Linked DNA regions of Mus musculus: region 1 is linked to region 2. The links are chromatin contacts, called in public HiChIP or PLAC-seq maps. All regions are on one chromosome and are shown on one strand. Each heading gives the region's core, a stretch centred on a gene start, on an enhancer-like site or on the middle of the called end of the contact. The rest is flanking DNA. Distances are from core to core; before and after follow the strand shown.

Region 1 (4,681 bases), core at 1,740-4,239, 640 kb before region 2:
CTGAGGTGGACTCCCAAAGACTAATTCCTTTTTATTAGGTCAGGTCTCTCAAAGGTTCTAACACCTTTTATCCTTATTAGATTGAGAACTACACTTCTAATAGATAAAACCTTTGCAGGGACTGATTTTACTGCATATCAATGACTCTCAACCTGTGGGTTGCAACTCCTTTAAGGGGAGTATCACATACCTGATATCTGTCCTACATATCAGATACACCATGAGTCATAACAATAGCAAAATTACAGTTATAAAGTAGCTGTTATGGTCAGGGGTCAGCTCAACATTGAGAACTGTATTAAAGGTATGCAGCATCGGAAGGTTGAGAGACACTGCTGAATATAAACCTCATTATTCCATTGTGGCCACCAGTGTCCATGTTCTTCTCTGAACATAAACTATATACATTCTACACCAATGTGCCCGACATCTGAACTCATTTCAGCTTCACTCTCAAGTCCAAATCCAAGGACTCATCTGAGGCTCAAGGCAAACTCTTTCAGCTGTGACCTTGTAAAATTAAAAACAAGCTATATGCTTCAAGTATACAATGGTAGAGCAGACATAGGAGAAGTCTGATTCCAAACGATAATGCTCAAATTCAAAGGGTTTCTGGCTCCCAGTATGTTTGTAAGCAAACAGTGCAGACATCAAATCCTAAAGGTCCAGATCTAGCATACTGTGCAGTCAAGGTGTGTATAGACACTTCTGGCCCTGGCTGCCTTGCCTCCATAATGTTACTGATAACAGCTTATATGGCCATGATCTAGGGTTGACGATAGAGCCTGTGAGTCTCCCAGGCAAAGAATGAAAGCTGGCAGTGGCTCTTACTTTAGGATATCAAGAATAGCAGTGCTCCTTCATTGGCTGCACAAAGCATCCCAGTAAAGGACCTTCACAGTATCTCTGTGAGGATCCTTGAGATTTCCTTCGAAAACTCAGTGGAAGTCACTTCTGACCCCATAATTTCTTTATTCAACAAGCCTATAGAACTAGCACAGGCTACAATCGGAATGTCTCAAGCTTCGTGGTTAAATCTTGTTACTCAATACATTTGGGGACAAGGATGTATAAAAACTCAAAATGTCACATTTGGCCTGACCCTTTGCACAGTCCCTATAACTCTTGTCAGTGCCTTCACTTGGCCATTTGGGAGATCAGTTCAAATTCCAAGACAATACTGGATAGTAAACTTGTGATGATGGCATTGGGTTTATTCCCTAAACCATTTTTTTTCCCTAGAAGGTCTTCAGTGTTGCATTAGGAGAAGTAGCCTCAGAGATTTATGAGATGTCCTTGAAGTCATTTCCCTGTTTTGGAAAAATGATACCTAGATTCCTTTTATATATGATAATCTCATTAGCAAGTGATTATTTGCCTACATCAGTATTTTGTTTGCTCATACATATTTTTATCTGGCCTGTGAATTTTCAAATTACTCTGGTGAATTTCCTTCTATTCTTGGGCCATGTTGCAAGCTGGCAAGGGTACTCTTGTAGCTCCTTCTGTATTTTGTTTAGAAATTTCATTTACCAGTTAAACAATCCCATCACTCCATAAAGCCCTCGTGCATGGGCAGAGTTCAGTGCAGTTGTTTGCTGCATCATAATAAGAATGTCCCTTTCTCCAATTTCCGATAGGACAGTCCTCATTTCTCTCTGAGACCTCATCATCTTGGAAAATATCTAGGTCTTTCCATATACCCTTTATTCTGAGCCATCACCAGAATCCCTCAGAATGCCTCTCATATACCATGGAACAGACCACTTCCAGCTTGTTGTTTGTGCCCTGCTTCTCTAGTTCCAAAGCCTTTTCTGTATTGTTAAATATTTTTATTCCAACAACCACACACTGTACTAATGGTTCCCAATTTAGTCAAGTATCTGCTGCTATAACAAAATATACCAGAAGTTCAATGCTTCTGGTAAGTTCAATCTAAATGAAGTAATTTTATTTGATTTATGGTTTCAGAGGTAAAAGTTTAAGATAACCAATCTACCTTATTTGTCTGGGCTTTGGTGAGGGGCACATTGATTTTTTTCACAACATAAAGAAGACTCTGAAAGGGACATTGAGTATGTGTAAAACGGATCATATGTAGGAGTGAAGATTTTATCCCAACTTGCAATTATGAGAAATCACCATATGAGACTAACAGGTATCCCTTAAGAAGTGATTTAATAACTACCTGAAGTCCCGATCTATTATAATTTCCATAGCAGTCCAACTTCGCTACGTGAATCTCTGGAAAATATTCAGGCCAGATCTAGATCATGGCAATAGTATAAAATGGATCTTCAATATTATCCAAACTACTAACCAAATGTGTATATTAATTTCAAAACTGGAATTGGCTGTAGAGTAAGAGGTGTTATTAACAGAGGTTTATCTTTAGGAAATTCTTTGGCTGGATATTTACAACTTAAACTATGCATGTGTTATTTACTTCAATTCAGTAGAAATCAGGGCTGAGTGTAGGAAATTATGATCTACTACTCTCAGTATTTGTATTTATTGTCTGTCTCCCATCCGTTTTCACTCAGACGCCAAGCTTTAGCATTTTGAGGGATGTTATATGACAAATGACTATCGTGATGATCTCTTGTTTAAACTAGCAGCCTGCTTCAATTGTAACAGCTTCATCACAGACTAAAGTGGAATGATGTGAGCACCCAAAGGTGGGGGGCAAATCTTGCCATTTGATGTGTTCTGGTACAGTGACTTTTAACGAGTCCAAATGTCACACCTGGTTCAGTAACTTTTCATGGTTCCCATAATCCATGAATCATGCCATCACTGAATTACTTTTAGGGGAAATAACTTGGGAAAGAGCATATGTTTTGAAAGTTGTTAAAAAGGAAACTGTTCACATAAATATGTACAGGGGAAGATGAACATATGGAAATTTTCATGGTGTGTTTTCCTCTAGAGTAAATGCAAAGGAATGTAAAACCACAGAGATTCTTTTCCCGGGGTTTCAGAGAGTGATAGCAGAAGTCTTTAAAAGACACGTAATGTAGTCATGTTTGGAAACGGCTGATTCATAAAAAAGCGGTGTAGCATACGGCTATCTTTTTGAAGCACTCAGGAAACTTCAGCTTTCTTTTATAAGAATATGAATAAGACTTTAGCCACATGGGAAGTGAGACAATGCTATTTTGCTAGTAATTTTTCATTTAATGAAAAAATCTGATGAAAAATACACATTGTTCTTCATCTTCCCACCTATGGACATCCAGCTCACTCTTCTGTGTAGGCAGTGGATTTCATCTCCCTAAAGTTTCCTCAGATGTCCTCTGCTTCATTTGACTTCACTGTTCCATAAACCTAAAGGAATGCATTTTTGTATTATACAGTTTTCCATTTGTTTCAAACATATCCTGTATGAAGCTGGGGCCATATCCTTTCAGACTACCAAGTCCCAAAAGGCAAACATGAACAGACATTCTTAGTGTCCAGCTCAATCTTGACCACACTAAAGAGGCTTTAAAATACAGGAAATAATCCACTTAACAGTTGAGCTCACTTAAATATATCTCCTTCAGTCAAGGGCAAACACTTCATATGCAAAATAAAATGAATTGCCATTTGTTAAGCCTTTGGGTTCAATCAGACTTAATGCTTTAAAAACAATTTATGTTATGTATTCTCAGGAGCCTGAGCAATGCATCCTCATTTGATGTCTAAGCAATTGAGATTCAAATATGGTGAGTTGTTTGCTTACGAATAAATGGCTAGGCTGAGGAGGTGGCTCAGCAGTTAAGAGCACTAACTGCTCTTCCAAAGGTCCTGAGTTCTATTCCCAGCAACCACATGGTGGCTCACAAACAATGTAATGGGATCCAATGCCCTCTTCTGGTGTGTCTGAAGACAGGTACAATGTAGTCATATAAATACAATTAATCTTAAAAAAAAAAAGAACATGTGTTTTCTTTTTAAAAAGAACAAAAAGAATAAATTGCTATTAAATACAACATTTGCCTTGTATATGCATGTATACATACACAGACACATGCACACATATGGAAACAACTGCACACACACACACACACACACACACACACATATATATATTCTCATATGTGTATATGTGTGTGTGTGTGTGTCTATGTATATATGGAAACAATAACAAAATCTACCACTTCAGTGTTTTCTTTGCTTCAAAGTCAATAAGAAGCCTTTCCTGACTTTCTTGTAGATAGAGAAGGAAGAATTCTGCCCATCCTCTGGTGACTAGACAGGACTCTTTCTGTTTCTCTCGTGGACTCTCCATGAAGTACAGATTACTCCAGGTAGAAAGAATGGTGTGGTTAGAGGTTACATTTATATGGTGGAGTTGCTTCTGTCTTCTGGCTATCAGGTGACATGAGTCTATTAAGATACTTTATGCATGGCAGCTTCAGCATTGGATCAAAGACAAGATTTCAGAAAATCTCCTATATATGCGGTCTTCAGTTTTCTTGACTCAGTTTATTGTCTTCCCTGACCTTTGTTTTACTATCTCAAACAAGGGATCTATCCATAGGCTTCTCTTATGTGGTATTAAAGGCATGGTCAAAGACACTTTTGAGCCCAGCAGGCTTGTACCACACAATAGAATTGCTACTCAGAGATCATATAGGGGAAGAATCTCAGTAACATACGAGTTTAGTTTGAGTCACAGGCCTATTAGTGCTGAGAG
Region 2 (5,441 bases), core at 1,523-4,022:
GACAGTTTAGTCTACACATTGAGTTCTAGAACAGCCAGGACAACACAGAGAAACCCTGTCTCAAAAGAAGAGGAGAAGGATGATGAAGAGGAGGAGGGCGACGCCGAAACAAAAGAAACTAATTCATAATGTATTTCAAGATTTCAGACCAGAAACCACACAGTCCAGTCCAGTGAATTTGGATTTTTGAAGAAAATAGATCTGACTCAATATCTATCCTTCACTTGATGGATGGGTGACCTTGGGTAAATAACCAAAAGTTCCTGGGCCGTGGTGTTACCTAAGTCCCAGAAGAATAGCAGTACTTCTGAGTACAACAGGGGAGTTTGAAGTTTCTGAGTCTTATAAGATGTTCAACTCAGAGGAAGCACTCTATAAATACTAAGCAACTTTAGCTGATTGGCATGTGTAAGGATCTAAGAGAAAATGTAAGAGCAGCATGCTTTGTTCATGCTGTCCATTTGTGTTTATGCATTAAGATCTCTGAGAGTCTCTAGTTTCAGAGACCAAGCCTCTGATAATTATTATCCGATAAATATTAGCTCATCCACTCTGTGTGGTTTCGTTCATTTCTGGGCCCTGGGCTGGATGCTATGATGTTAAGGAGTGAGCAACAGAGTATCAAGCGGAAGCCAGTCTTGTGGAATCACCAGCTTCTCAGAGAAGAGAGGTCGTGAGGCATGAGCATCACCAATGGCTCCTGAAGGGGAAAGCAAGTTACTATAGAAATGCACTGAAAGGCAACTCACATTGTCAAAGGGGTTTGGGTCAGCTTTATTTGTGGTTGGTAGCTAGGAGAAGCTATTCTGGAAGAAAGAAGATTTAAAACATTAAAAAGAACCAACAACAACAATAACTATAAGCATAAGATTGCTGAAGGTTTAGACAGGAGAAGCTAAGAAGTGCTAGGGGAAAGGCCAGAAGACTCAACAGAAATTCCCTTCCATTTGAATAGCCTTGAAGGAAATGGACTACAGTGTAGGGCTTAAGCTAGTTGGTGACATAAAATGAAGAGGTTGGCTTTTAGACAGTTGCATTAAGCAAGTGTGTAGGCATCCTTCCAGGAGGTGTTGGTGATCCCCAAAAGGAAATGACACTACAGCAAAGAAAGAGACCAGAGCAGCATTTGTGGAGTGCATTATGCAGCAAGGTCTCTGGAAACACCAACCTGAGCAAGACTTACTCACTGGATACTGTGTGATGCTTCCCCACATCACCAAAGCTGTTTCCACCAGGATTCTCAGCTGTCAAGCCAAGAACACTTCTGGTGTCAGATGTCATCTCACTTTGACTTCTGGATAAGCAGGACAGAACTTTTGCTACTTTCTAGCCCCAAAAGCTGTACTGCCACTAAGTCTCAATTGCCCAGTCAACTCAGAAGATGGAGGAAGAGGGAGAGTTGGAGGAATCAGGGAAACCAGTTTTTAATAATAACAGGCCATCCTGCTCTAATAACAGTGTTGCATTTACAGAGCACTTCCACAGACATTATCTCATTGGATTCTCACAGTAAATGGGGTGGAGGGAGGAACAGGGCAATTAGCATGATCCCTGCCCTTTCAAATATGAACAGTTGTGGCTGAGAAGTTAAGTGATTTGTTCGTATAAAACTGGTGAGTTGCATAGCTATTTTATGACTCTCGGTTCCTTAGCTGCTTCCATTAGATCTATTCAGGGGAGGGTAGGAGCCATTCTTTATGCTGACTGAGAAGGACAGCATTTATATGCCCATTAACTGTGAAGAACAGGGGCATCAAGGCTGAAAGAGGACCTGGAACAGATTGGGTATGGCAAAGGGTGGTTTTGCCTGCTGTAGACAGAGGTCATGGGTGAAAGAGAGTACAGACTCTACATGTCAGGCTTAGGGCAGGAAGGATGTGAAGGCAGCAAGTCCACAAACTTCTTTGCTTCTAAAGAGATCAAAGGAATCTGAGGGAAGGTCTATATTGGAACAGTCTAGGAACTAGTGTGGGGCTGGGCCATCTAGCAGAGCTTAAGAATTCACCCAAGTCAGGAAGCACAGACCACCCAGCAGCACTCAGGTACAAAAGATTTGCTCTGGTGCCTGTTCATGTCACCAAACAGTCAATGAAACAGATGAAGAATCTGCCATGGACTGAACAGTAGAGTCACAAAGCAGAATGCAGGTCATGGACTGCCAGGCTCAAGACTGTAGCTGCCCATTTCCAGAGCTGTTGCTTCCTTTCATCCCAGAGATCCACAGAAAAGAATTTCACAGAAATGATCCACATCAGTCCATCAGAAAAAAAAAAGGGGAGGGGAGGAAATAGTTCTCAGAATCCCACTGGATAGATAACACTAAGATGACCCAGGCCAAAGAGTAAAAAACCTAGCATATGATTATTTATGCAAAGGAACTGGGGCTATTTTTACATGCTGAGTGTTCCCCAAATCTTGTGCAAAGCCCTAATATTTAATCATATTCAAATCTCAAACAATCCTACTTTATGCTAAAGGAACAATGCAAAGGACATAAACCTGCTCAAGGTCACACAGTAAGCAAACTGCAGAGCTGCGACTTCCCTGGCATTCTGATGCGCCAGAGCCCAGGCTCTTCCTACCCTGGACAAAGCCCTGTGAGCATGCAAGCTCAGAATAGTTCAGCAAGGAGAGAAGAGGAAGGGAGCACAGACCGGGCTGGAAATTGTGTCTTAAGCCACCATCCTGACTCATTCTTCTTAATAAGCATCAAATGACAGCTGAAGGCTTCTAGAACAGCACAGCCGAGGGGAATCCAGACTCCAGTGACTGATGGATGAATCAGCATGGTGACTTCCAGGTCAAAGAGGAAGCCATAATGAACAGATGTGAGCAGAGCAGGATCCAGGCTATCTGAAAACTCCAGACACAAAGGGACTATGTACTCGATTTCTGCTTCCATCTCCAACGTTACTACAAATTTCTTCATAAGATACCATTACCATGGCCAACTTTCTCTTACCTGAACTCCGATTTCCATATTGAGTGAGCATATTGAATTTCCATATTCTTCTTGCAGCCCCAGGCCTATGGGTCTGTGTAAGGCAGAGATGAAGACTCTGCCATGGACAGAGCAGTAGAGTCACAAAGCAGAATCCAGTTCATGGACCTTGAATTGGAAGTACTCCCTCGCTGAGCACTAGGAAGGATATAAAAGTTAACGCTTCCCTGCATGGGCTTCTGCTTCCAGCAAGGAACTGGCACATGGATAAACTCAATGTTAGTATCAGAGATACTTGATGAATTTAGTAGAGATTTATTTCCATGCATGCGCGCACACACACACATGGACACACACCATTTACAAAAAACCACATGCACACAGAGACACACATGTGCACACATACACACGTACCACTCACAAATACATACATGCATATGCATACACAGATACACACACTTATAATTACATACTCATTATCTCATAATCTCAGGATATTTTCTTCTTTGCTCCCACTGAAGCTCTAAACCTTGTCCAAATCTCATTCTACCACAATCTATAGAAGTGCCCCACCCCTAACTCATCACTCCCCTTTCTCAACTGAATACATTCCAGGCCCCAGACTTCAAGGAAGGAAAAAATAAAACTGAGCTTTTTCTAACATCCTAATTTTGAGCAGGTAATTTCATAGACCTTCAGTTTTCTCTGGCATAAGACAGTACAGCAAATGTGTATACATTGCAAGATTATTGTAAAATCTAGGACAATTCATAGAAAGTGTTTGGCACAGTCTAGTGTATTTTACTGGGTAGGTTCACCACATGCCAGGCACTTGGTAAATACTCAATATATGCTAGTTGTTGCTGTTCCTATTATGTCAAATCATTAGCATTAAGAACCTTGGAAAAGTCATCTCAGCTGTCTGTGCTCCTGTCCCTTTGGCTACAGAGTAGATATAATAATATCACTGCCTCCCTGGAGTATTTTGGCAATTGAGTGACTTAAACTTTGTGAAGCATATGTAAGTCCCTACCATACCTATACCCTACAATGATAGCTATAATGGAGGTTAATTTTGCTTCTTATTGCTTCTTCTCCATACTGTTTTTTAAATCTTCCTACTATTTCAAGAAACATATATAAACTCTCTTATTATTTTAAGGTATGGCTGTCAGTTCTTAAAGGATGCTCCCACTGAGCAATGGAGTCTGTGTTCTCCGAGTTTGAACATGACCAAGCCATGATGGCTTCAATAAAGTTCAACATAAATCAACATAAATGACATGATGCGACTTTCAAGGCTGCATAGTAAAAGGTCATGTTATTCTCCTATGCTTGTTGGAACACTTCCTCTTAAAATCTCCAGAAGGAGCTGGGAGTACAGCTCAGTAATATAGCCTTTGTCTACTATATGTGAGGCATTAAGTTAAGTTCCCAGCACAGCAAAACAAACAAGCAAACAAAAAACAAGTAAGATTAAAGAAAAACCTTAAATAGCCATGGTGGAAGCATGACCCCCTGGAATCTATGATGCTTGAGGGGCGTTCATGTCCTGTCTAATGGCACATGCTTGGCAGTCTTCAGCACGCCAGCTCTCAAGTCACCCTAGCTCCTCTTCCAGCTATCTCAGCTATATTCTGAGCTTAGCCCCACAGCATCATGCAGCAGAGATAAGACATCTTTGCTGAGCTCCATACAAATCCATGACCAACAAATCCATGAGCATAGCACACAGGGCTGTTATGCTCTAATATGACTATTGATCAGTTTTGCAGTGGTTGTCATCAGGAGGTCATCTATACGATGTCACTAGGGCTGCACAGAGACCATACTGTCTTATATATCCAGTTTCCAAACTCACACCATGTCTTTTTAAGCCAATACCTCTTAACATTTCAACTCTAACTATTCTTCAGGCAGCCCCAATAGAATCTATCCCTTTTTTGTGGTGCAATAGGTTCCCACGTCAAAACATTTTTTTTCTTTTTTAACAAAATAGGTACCAAAGCCAAAACAAGGAAAAAGTATGTGATTCATCCAATGTCACCTAGATGTCTTATGGCTTCTGTTCAAATGGCTTAATTGATGACAGTCTATCATGATCACAGGATATTCTAAAGCCAACATGGAAATACTCATCATGGAGCTGGATGGCCTGAGATAGTTCTAAGAATCTCTGAGCTTTTTTTTTCCCCCACAGGTCTAGCAAAGTGTTGCCCAGTCTCTGTCTGCAGATAACCTCTTTATGACTGTATCAGGATGACAGCCAACAGCCAAGCATTCTCTTTTGAACTAAATGCCGCAAAGCACTGTAATTGTCAATGCCAGGAATCCCAGTTCATGGAAATTCTCAGGCCTGTCCAACCATCTACTTCTATCCCCCCAGAGTTGATTAAGATGTACAATTGTATATACAAAGAGCTCAAGAAGCTGGACCCCAGAAAAATCAAATAACCCCATTAAAAAATGGGGCTCAAATACCTCTCCTGGGCATATATCC

What was found. HiChIP or PLAC-seq counts read pairs in DNA pulled down with a chosen protein or histone mark.
Region 1: an H3K27ac HiChIP or PLAC-seq map of embryonic fibroblasts shows a contact between it and region 2, with 14 read pairs. The contact joins two enhancer-like sites. A contact is called at or near these places in 1 of 15 datasets of contacts at CTCF or cohesin (the NIH/3T3 cell line), 3 of 484 Hi-C or Micro-C datasets (adipose-derived mesenchymal stem cells, cerebral cortex and embryonic fibroblasts) and 2 of 115 datasets of contacts at active chromatin or transcription factors (the NIH/3T3 cell line and embryonic fibroblasts).

The regions. Positions count from the first base shown.
Region 1 is chr15:62,961,174-62,965,854 of GRCm38.p6, reverse strand. No RefSeq gene overlaps it. Among named protein-coding and RNA genes, the nearest start is that of Gm30113, 9.3 kb to the right of the region's middle. Within about 2 kb of position 2,989, at least 11 of the 459 cell types and tissues checked have an H3K27ac peak or open chromatin away from gene starts, as enhancers often do. A contact at or near this core is called in the NIH/3T3 cell line and embryonic fibroblasts, where this site is marked.
Region 2 is chr15:62,318,427-62,323,867 of GRCm38.p6, reverse strand. No RefSeq gene overlaps it. Among named protein-coding and RNA genes, the nearest start is that of Pvt1, 280 kb to the right of the region's middle. Within about 2 kb of position 2,772, at least 55 of the 459 cell types and tissues checked have an H3K27ac peak or open chromatin away from gene starts, as enhancers often do. A contact at or near this core is called in the NIH/3T3 cell line and embryonic fibroblasts, where this site is marked.